3 separate regions of the Sus scrofa genome follow, and all the other regions are linked to region 2. The links are chromatin contacts, called in public promoter capture Hi-C maps. All regions are on one chromosome and are shown on one strand. The core of a region is the stretch at or near the end of the contact, and the rest is flanking DNA. Distances in the headings are between cores, read along the strand shown. Region 1 holds the start of KIAA1161. Region 2 holds the start of SIGMAR1 (sigma non-opioid intracellular receptor 1). Region 3 holds the start of NUDT2 (nudix hydrolase 2).

Region 1 (2,700 bases), core at 127-2,626, 280 kb after region 2:
GGCAGTGAGGAGCCAGTCACTCAGGCCTCTGCCAAGCCCCCTCAACTGCGATGCAGTTCTCAAAGTCGCCTTGTCCATTTCATCACCTCAATATTTCCCTTGGGTGGTCCGGAGTGCCCTCCTGACACATAATATTCCTATGAGGGGCATGTCCTCCTCCTTTCCACCTCAGAGCCCAAACTAGCCATGCGGGAGGGCCCATCTACCTCTCAACCCCAGGAGAGCCCTACAGCTGACATTTCCCCACTATCCCCCAAGCTTAGATGTCCCTTCACCTCCATGCCTCCATTCTGCAGTCAGAGCCATGTCCCTATTCCCAACGTTCTTGATCTCTGTTCCCAGAGCCTCCATCACAGCCTAAAAGTCTCTGTTCAGATACCCTTGCTGCCATGCCCACCCAAGTCCAAGGGGTCCAAACAATTTTGAAGGGTTTCATGACCAAGAAATTTCAAATTATAAAACAAAGCCCTGGGAGGAAGGGGTGGGGTGTTCCAAAATCTCTAGGATCTTCCGTATGTTTGCACCCAGTTCCCCCTGGAGGGAGAAGTATGGTGAGGCATGCCCACTTCCTTGTAGCATGGGTTTTCTTTCTTTCTTTCTTTTTTTTTTTTTTTTTGTCATTAGGGCCACAGGAAGTTCCCAGGCTAGGGGTCAAATCAGAGCTGCAGCTGCTGGCCACAACCACAGCCACAGCAAAGCCAGATCCTAGCTGCATCTGTGACCTAGAGCACAGCTCAGGGCAACTGCAGATCCTTTTACCTTTAACCCACTGAGGGAGACAAAGAATCAAACCCACATCCTCATGGATACTAGTCAGATTCTTAACCCACTGAGCCACAGTGGGAACTCCAGCATGGGTACTTCTAATGGCTTTCATCAAGGGGAGTGGGGGGCAGTGGATGGGGAAAGGCGTTGCAAAATACCGAGCAGAAGCTTGTCTTCTCAGTTCCTGATCTCAGATGCTGTGGTCTGGTCTAGTGGGAATGTACAGGTTGGGCCTCCAAGCTGGTGGAACTAAGCTCCCTCTGTGGGGTCCTTGATTGGATCTAACCTGCATTGAACCACTGAGATCCTCCCAGAATTTCGCTACCCTAACACCATGTGGTGAAATTTTTCCCCTATGGAGACCTAATAAGCGTTATACCCAGACGACCTCAAGCTGCTCACATCTGGAGAAAAATAAATCCCAAGGGTTCGGCTCCGCCCCTTTGCCCGGCAGCTCTCTCCTCCTCAGACGATTCCCAAATTTAGCCCAGAGGTTGGAGGACTCTATATAATAAAGTTCGACAGTTGCACCTTTCTCCAGAACTACATTTCCCAGCAGGCCTGGGGCAGAGAGCCGCCCTCTTGAGGGTAAGCAATGGCCGCGGGGGAGGGGGCGGGGTTCTGAAGGCTGAGGAGGCGGGCTTGGGAGGTTCCAGGCTGGCAGAGGGCCCAAGCTGCCCGGAGTTGGGCACAGAGCAGAGGAGGAGTGGCGCGGGGGTGTAGGGGGAGGCACGGAAGCTAAGGGGCGTGGCCTCAAGTCCTCGTGACACTGTGGGAGGATGGTCTTGCTCCACGGACTCAGGTGGACTCCACGACTCTAGGCGAGACCAAAAGACCGGGGCGTGGCCGAGCGGCCAGGGGGCGGGGCCCGAGGAGGGCCTCAGCTGTCTTCAGTGAGGCGGCGCCCCGCGCTGCGCTGTTGCCACTCAACTTCAGCTAGCGTGGAGGGGCTCGGCGGGAGCCTCCCCTTTACCTTCACTTCTGGAGTCGACTGCCTTGAATGAGCCTAGCGGGAAGTCCTTGGGAGGTTGCCGAGGGAGGACATTTCCTGAACTTTCGCTCCTACAAACGAGTAAGTAGGTGTGGCGAGCCTGGACACCTGGGCCCCTCCTCCGGCCGCGGTTCCCAGCGGGCACTGGTCCCTTGACCTCAGTCTGTCCCTTCGGACCTTGTAGCTGCAGCGCGGGAGGTGGGGGGTGGGGGATTCCAGGCTGTAGACTCGGTCACTCGATCCCCTGGATCCCGACGCTGGGCAGGACAGGGAGATGGGCCGGATCGAGTTGCCTTTGACATTTCCAATCCCACCCTACCCCCGGAATCTTGTGTTCGACAAACCGCTTGACATGGAATGGCCTCCCGTCAGTTGGGCTGGGCCCGCTGCCCCGCCCCCCCCCGCCGCCCCCGCCTTCAGACCCCGCTAGGGGCTGTCAGCCAAGACTGAGGTTGAGTGTCTAGTGGGCAGAGGCTTGGCTAGGGCAAACCCCACCTGCCAGTATTAGCGGGAGTTTGTCCAGATGGCGGAGGCTGCGGATTACAGGGGTCTCTAGCTCCACCGTTAACGCCGGAATCACAGTTCCTCCCCCACAGCCCCTGTACCAGATGCCACAAAAATTGCCACTTCCCACCACCAGAAACCTTCCTGAAGCAAGCAGCAGCACCAGCCCTTGGGAAGACAGGCCTCACCATGCCCACACCCACCTAATGGAAGCCTATCCCACCCTCTTGGCCACAGATCTCCTTTGCTGTGTTCAGATAGCCAGTCAGACCATTATCTTCCATTCCTAAAACTTAATACCATGGAGGGTTAAGCCTCCATTTTGTCTTTTTTTTTTTTTTTTCTTTTTCTTTTTCTTTTTAGGGTCGCATCCGTGGCATATGAAGTTTCCCAGGCTAGATATCGAATCAGAGCTGAAGCTGCTGGCCTACACCACAGCC
Region 2 (2,700 bases), core at 81-2,580:
CCCGGCAATGCTGGATCCTTAACCCACTGAGCAAGGTCAGGGATCAAACCCAAGTCCTCATGGTTACTAGTTGGGTTTGTTAACAGCTGAGCCACAATGGGAATTCCCAGACACTAAATATTAATGTACTTTTTTTTTTTTTTTTTTTTGGCTGTACCCACCACATATGGCAGTGACCAGGCTGGGATCAAACCTGTGCCTAAGCAGTAATCTGGGCTGCTGTAGAGACAATGTCAGATGCTTAACCCACAGTGAGGGAACTCTTGAAGGTGTGTACTTTTATTCATCCCCTTTTACAGGTGGGAAGACTGAGTCACAAATAGTTTAAGTAACTTGTCCAAGATCACACAACTAGTAGGTGGCAGAAGCCAGGCTTTTAACCCAGTCATTCCTGTCCAGAGTGTCTTTCTGTTAGTTAGTTAGTTAGTTAGTTAGTGCTTAGTTAGTTAGTTAGTTAGTTAGTTTTAAGAATATAACGTTAGGAATTCCCGCTGTGGCTCAGTGGGAACCCCACTAGTATCCATGAGGACGCGGGTTCCACCCCTGGCCTCGATCAGTGGGTTAAGGATCTGGCATTGCTGCGAGCTCTGGTATATGTCGCAGACCACAGCTGGCGCCTGCAGCTCCAATTTGACCCCTAGCCTGGGAACTTCCATATGCTGTGGGTACGGCCCTAAAAAGACAAAATAATAATAATAATAACGTGAATTTATTTTTTAAAAAAACTTTACTGGAACAGAGTGTCTTTCTTATCACTGCACCATGCTGCCTCTTTTCTCTTTTGCTTCTGTTCTTTATCACTCCCTGGCTGGCGATAACCTTCGGCTGGTTTACAAAGGCCCTCCTCTCACATTTTGGGCTTCAGAATAAAGAATGAATTGTCGGTCCCCAGAAGACCCGGCGCTGTGTCTCTCCTCGGTGCCTTTGCTCTTGGAGTAGGGGTAGGTCTCACTGCTTCAACGGAATGACCTTCCCATCTGTCTTAAAGACACTGCTCAAGTGTCACCCACTCCAGAAAGCCTTCCATAACGTTCCCAAGTTGAGGAACCTCCTCCCACCTTCGGTGCTAGCAAAGGCGGGCCTTAAGCATCACAAGTCCCGGAAGGCTCTGCTTCCGGGCTTGCCTGCTTCACCAGTCAGTGAGCTCCGGCAGGACAGTCCATTCTGAGCCTCACTACCTTCCCGCTACCCGCGAGCAGGACTGCACTAGAAGAGACTCAGACTAGAGCACCCAATACCCGCAGCTGGAAAGGCTTGACCCCGCCCCCTCGCCTGATGCGCGCGGCGTCGCCCGGCCTCTCGGCGCTCCCGGCTCCCCGCTCCTGCCGATCTAATGGTTCAACCCGGGAGGCGGTGCCCCGGTGCTCCAACAGTTCCGATTGGCCAGGATGAGCCGTACCACGGCCGTGGCGGGGGAACGGGTCGTGGACCCTGAGCCGCAGACCCGGAGGCAGTGAGGGTCACAGCCTCAGGCCCCAGGTTCCTTTTGCGCTGCGCTGTGCCAGGCCCCTCGCGAGAATGCAGTGGCCCGTGGGCCGGCGGTGGGCATGGGCCGCACTGCTGCTGGCGGCCGCAGCTGTGCTGGCCCAGGTGGTCTGGATCTGGCTGGGCACTCAGAGTTTCATCTTCGAGCACGAAGAGATCGCGCTGTTGGCGCGGCAGTATGCTGGTGAGCGGGCGGGTGAGCGGGTGAGTGAACGGGAGGAGGGAAGCGGGCTAGGGAGGGCCGGACCGAGCTAGAGGTTCCGGGGGCACCATTCCCCAGTTGGAGACCGGTGCTGGCCCAGACTTTGTTACTCTTCTGTCCCCGCCAGGGCTGGACCACGAGCTGGCCTTTTCTCGGCTGATCGTGGAGCTGCGGCGGCTGCACCCAGGCCACGTGCTGCCCGATGAGGAACTGCAGTGGGTGTTCGTGAACGCGGGAGGCTGGATGGGCGCCATGTGCCTTCTGCACGCCTCGCTGTCCGAGTATGTGCTGCTCTTCGGCACCGCCCTGGGCTCTGGCGGCCACTCGGGTCAGTGCTGGAGGCGGGCGGGTCTGGGAGGCTGAAGCTGTCCAAAGGCCCATGCCCTCCTTTTCTGGTGTTTGGCCAGGCCATGGGATGGTTCCGATACCCTGATACGCGGTGTCCATTTGATTGTCCCACAGGGCGCTATTGGGCTGAGATCTCAGATACCATCATCTCTGGCACCTTCCACCAGTGGAGAGAGGGCACTACCAAAAGTGAGGTCTTCTACCCAGGTGGGTAGGGTGGCTCTGCCAGAGAGGTGGGTCTCTTCATTCTGGGTTGCCTGTAGTTGGGGGAAAGAGCCATAGCCTGGAAAAGGAGTGCGTTAAGGGGGCCCTCCTCCTGTTCCTTGACCCCCTACATGAGCCACAGGTGGTTGGCTGAGGGTCACTGAGCCCCTGTTGCTTTCCTCTATCAAAAGGAAACAAAAGAGCTTCCTATTAACTAGGTCTGATTTTTATCTTCTAAGACACTCTTTTCCTCATGGAGTATTCCAGCAGTTGCTGGGGAGACAGGTAATTAGAACTGCTCTCCTGCCCCCAAAGAGAGACAGACAGTTGTCTTCCTTTTTTTGTATAATGAAACGTTGGGACTTCTAAGTAACTTTAAGGTTGAAGATTACAAGCATGGCAGGCATTGTAACCAAACAGCTGTATTTCTCAGAAAGCCTGGCAAGTCTTGAATTTACCTC
Region 3 (2,700 bases), core at 12-2,511, 310 kb after region 2:
CGGAGAGCTAAAAGGAAACTATAGCCCAGAGGTACGTCTGGATAGTGACTTAAAAGTTGATCTGCGGAGTTCCCGTCGTGGCTCAGCGGTTAACGAGTTTGACTAGCATCCATGAGGATTCAGGTTTGATCCCTGGCCTTGCTCAGCGGGTTAAGAATCCCGCGTTGCCGTAAGCTGTGGTTTAAGTGGCAGATGCGGCTCAGATCTGGCATTGCAGTGCTTGTGGTGTAGGCCTGGCAGCTACAGCTCCGATTGGGCCCCTAGCCTGGGAATCTCTATATGCCGAAGCTGCGGCCCTAAAAAGCAAAAAAAAAAAAAAAAAAAAAAAAAAGGTAGATCTGCCTATCTCCCAACATCGTTCCCAACCTTGCTCTATACTAGCTGCATTTGGCTATTCCATTGCATTGAGTTTTAATTTTAATTTACCATTTTATTTTAATCTGCCATTTATATGTGTATACGTAGGTATTCGAACATATATATTTTTTTTCCTTAGGAAATATAACAAATACACAGAGTACGAAACAGGCCACAAGGGAAAAAGGAAGTTTTCTGTTCTATTTTGTTTTGGCTGTGCCCTTTGGCATATGAAAATTCCGGGCTGGAGATGAAACCCGCGCCACAGCAGTGACCCAAGCCTCTGCAGTAACAAAGCGGATCCTTAACCCGCTGAGCCACAAAAAAACTCCAGTAAGTTATGTTTTAGGTAGTGGGACTCTCGGGTGACTTTACTTCTGCTATAATTACAATATTATCGATTCAATAAATGAAGTAATTAGAAAATATAAAACCTCTTTTGGAAAGTAGGCAGGGTTTAAAGGGTAACAACAAAGTTAAAACTGAGGTCCAGGGAGGAGAAGGTATGGCGCTCGGATCGCTGGGCCCTAAACACAGAACTCCGGGATTCTGAAGACCCACTCGATCACCATTTACATGAGGCTAAGCAAGGCTCGCGGGGCCATTGATCTCTCCCTTCTCCCTGCGCATATAAGAAAACTGAGATCCTGCGAACTGCGGGGGCCTGGCCTGCACACGCCACACTGTCAGCTTGGAGGAGAGCACGTCCATCTTTGACCGTGCAGCCACAGGAAGTTATTCAGCTGCAGGTTCTCATTGCCCTGAGCCTCAGTTTCTCCGCGGAGAACTAAAGCCAAGGATCCCTCTCTAAGGCTACTCACCCGAAGCAGAAAAAGGCAGAAGGCGGGCCCTGGACAGAGACTGGGGTGCACCCACCAATCCGGAGAGCTCGGCTGCGCTCTGGGCAACCAACAGCTCTGGGGCAAAAAGATGGGAACCCGCCTCAAAGGCTCCAGTTTTCTCTTTCAGAACATCGCGAGATTTTCACTTACGCGGAACCATTGGTTGAAAAGCGGAAATTGAGGGATACGCCCACTGCTTCATCGGGTCCTGATTGGTCTTCTAGAGGAGAGGGCGGCTCACGTTCCCGAGTACCCTGGATGCCCATTGGTGGAATGTGCGGGACTGCCGGCGCGCGGGCGTCGGCGCGGGCGTTCGAACCAGCGCTTGGCGGCGTTGCCATAGGGATGCGGCCTGGCCGCAGTCTCTAGCTCCGGAGCTGACAGTGCGCGTCGGTCGCCCGCCTAGGGGCTCTCACCTTTCGGTGTTGTCTTCTCTTGTCCTCAGACAGGGTTGACCGAGGAGGAATTTGGAAGCCTCCGAGGTGAGAAATGGCGAGGGAACACCGGGGCGGGGTGGCCTGGTCGGGAGCCTTGGTGCCTGCCCCGCGGGAGAAGGTCCGCAGGGCGCCCGCCGAGCGCGTGAGGAGGCGGGTGGTTGCAAGGGAACCGGGGATTGGCTTCTCTCGGGTGTCCGAACGTCCAGCGAACTCGCCTTTTTCCTGGCTTCTCCTGTGAAGCCTTTTCTGAGTCTCTTGCTTTGAACCCTTAACCCTAACTGGAACCTCTCTTAGAGCATTTTTGTTCCGCCTTAGGTTATTTGTGTACTTCCGCGAACCCCCGTTTCCTCTCTTGTCCCATCTAATTCAGAGGTCTTTGAGGCAAGGCAAGCAACTTTACATATGTAGATTTTTCAAGAAATATTTGTTGAGTTAAATTTAATTCACCTCAGATAGGTTGAATTCCTCTCTATTCCCTGCCGCATTTTTCCTTCCATACAGAGATTATTTTTTATTTTTATGGGTATGGGGGAGGACATCGTAATCTCATATTCAGCAGAACCTGAAAGTTCACGGTTGGCCTTTCCACTCTTTGTGAAAGGGAAAACTTTTGGATTACTTGCTACAATTCTTCCTTTCCGTCTTGTGGTTTTTAGTCTTGGTCTCCCAGTGTATTTTATCAGACTTTCTATTAGCCTTTATTAAAAAAAACAAAAAACAAAAAACAAAAAAACAAAAAAAACCCCCACCATTCTGGAGTTCCCGTCGTGGCTCAGTGGTTAACGAATCAGACTAGGAACCATAAGGTTGCATGTTCGATCCCTGGCCTTGCTCAGTGGGTTAAGGATCTGGCATTGTCGTGAGCTATGGTGTAGGTTGCAGACGAGGCTCGGATCCCGCGTGGCTGTGGCTGTGGCCGGCGGCTACAGCTCCGATTAGACCCCTAGCCTGGGAACCTCCATATGCCATGGGAGCAGCCCTAGAAAAGGCAAAAAGACAAAAAAACCCCAAAAAACCAAAACAAAACCATTCTGTTGTTGCTGTGATGCCAAGAGAGTTGATCT

What was found. Promoter capture Hi-C pulls out the DNA fragments that hold promoters and counts their contacts.
Region 1: a promoter capture Hi-C map of liver shows a contact between it and region 2, with 4 times the contacts expected there. The contact joins the promoter of KIAA1161 here to the promoter of SIGMAR1 in region 2. A contact is called at or near these places in 2 of 5 promoter capture datasets (fetal liver and liver), 1 of 47 Hi-C or Micro-C datasets (heart right ventricle) and 2 of 2 datasets of contacts at active chromatin or transcription factors (alveolar macrophages and skeletal muscle).
Region 3: a promoter capture Hi-C map of fetal liver shows a contact between it and region 2, with 2.7 times the contacts expected there. The contact joins the promoter of NUDT2 here to the promoter of SIGMAR1 in region 2. A contact is called at or near these places in 1 of 5 promoter capture datasets (fetal liver), 2 of 47 Hi-C or Micro-C datasets (liver and retroperitoneal adipose tissue) and 1 of 2 datasets of contacts at active chromatin or transcription factors (alveolar macrophages).

Annotation. Positions count from the first base shown.
Region 1 is chr10:32,434,973-32,437,672 of Sscrofa11.1, forward strand. KIAA1161 reads left to right here and starts at 1,377. Exons shown (of 2, transcript XM_021064686.1): 1 at 1,377-1,837. It also overlaps a transcript of C10H9orf24 not described here.
Region 2 is chr10:32,159,437-32,162,136 of Sscrofa11.1, forward strand. SIGMAR1 (sigma non-opioid intracellular receptor 1) reads left to right here and starts at 1,331. Exons shown (of 4, transcript XM_003130653.4): 1 at 1,331-1,669; 2 at 1,815-2,015; 3 at 2,150-2,242. The coding sequence starts at 1,519.
Region 3 is chr10:32,465,574-32,468,273 of Sscrofa11.1, forward strand. NUDT2 (nudix hydrolase 2) reads right to left here and starts at 1,262. Exons shown (of 4, transcript NM_214309.2): 1 at 1,179-1,262. The region is part of intron 2 of KIF24 (kinesin-like protein KIF24); the gene reads left to right.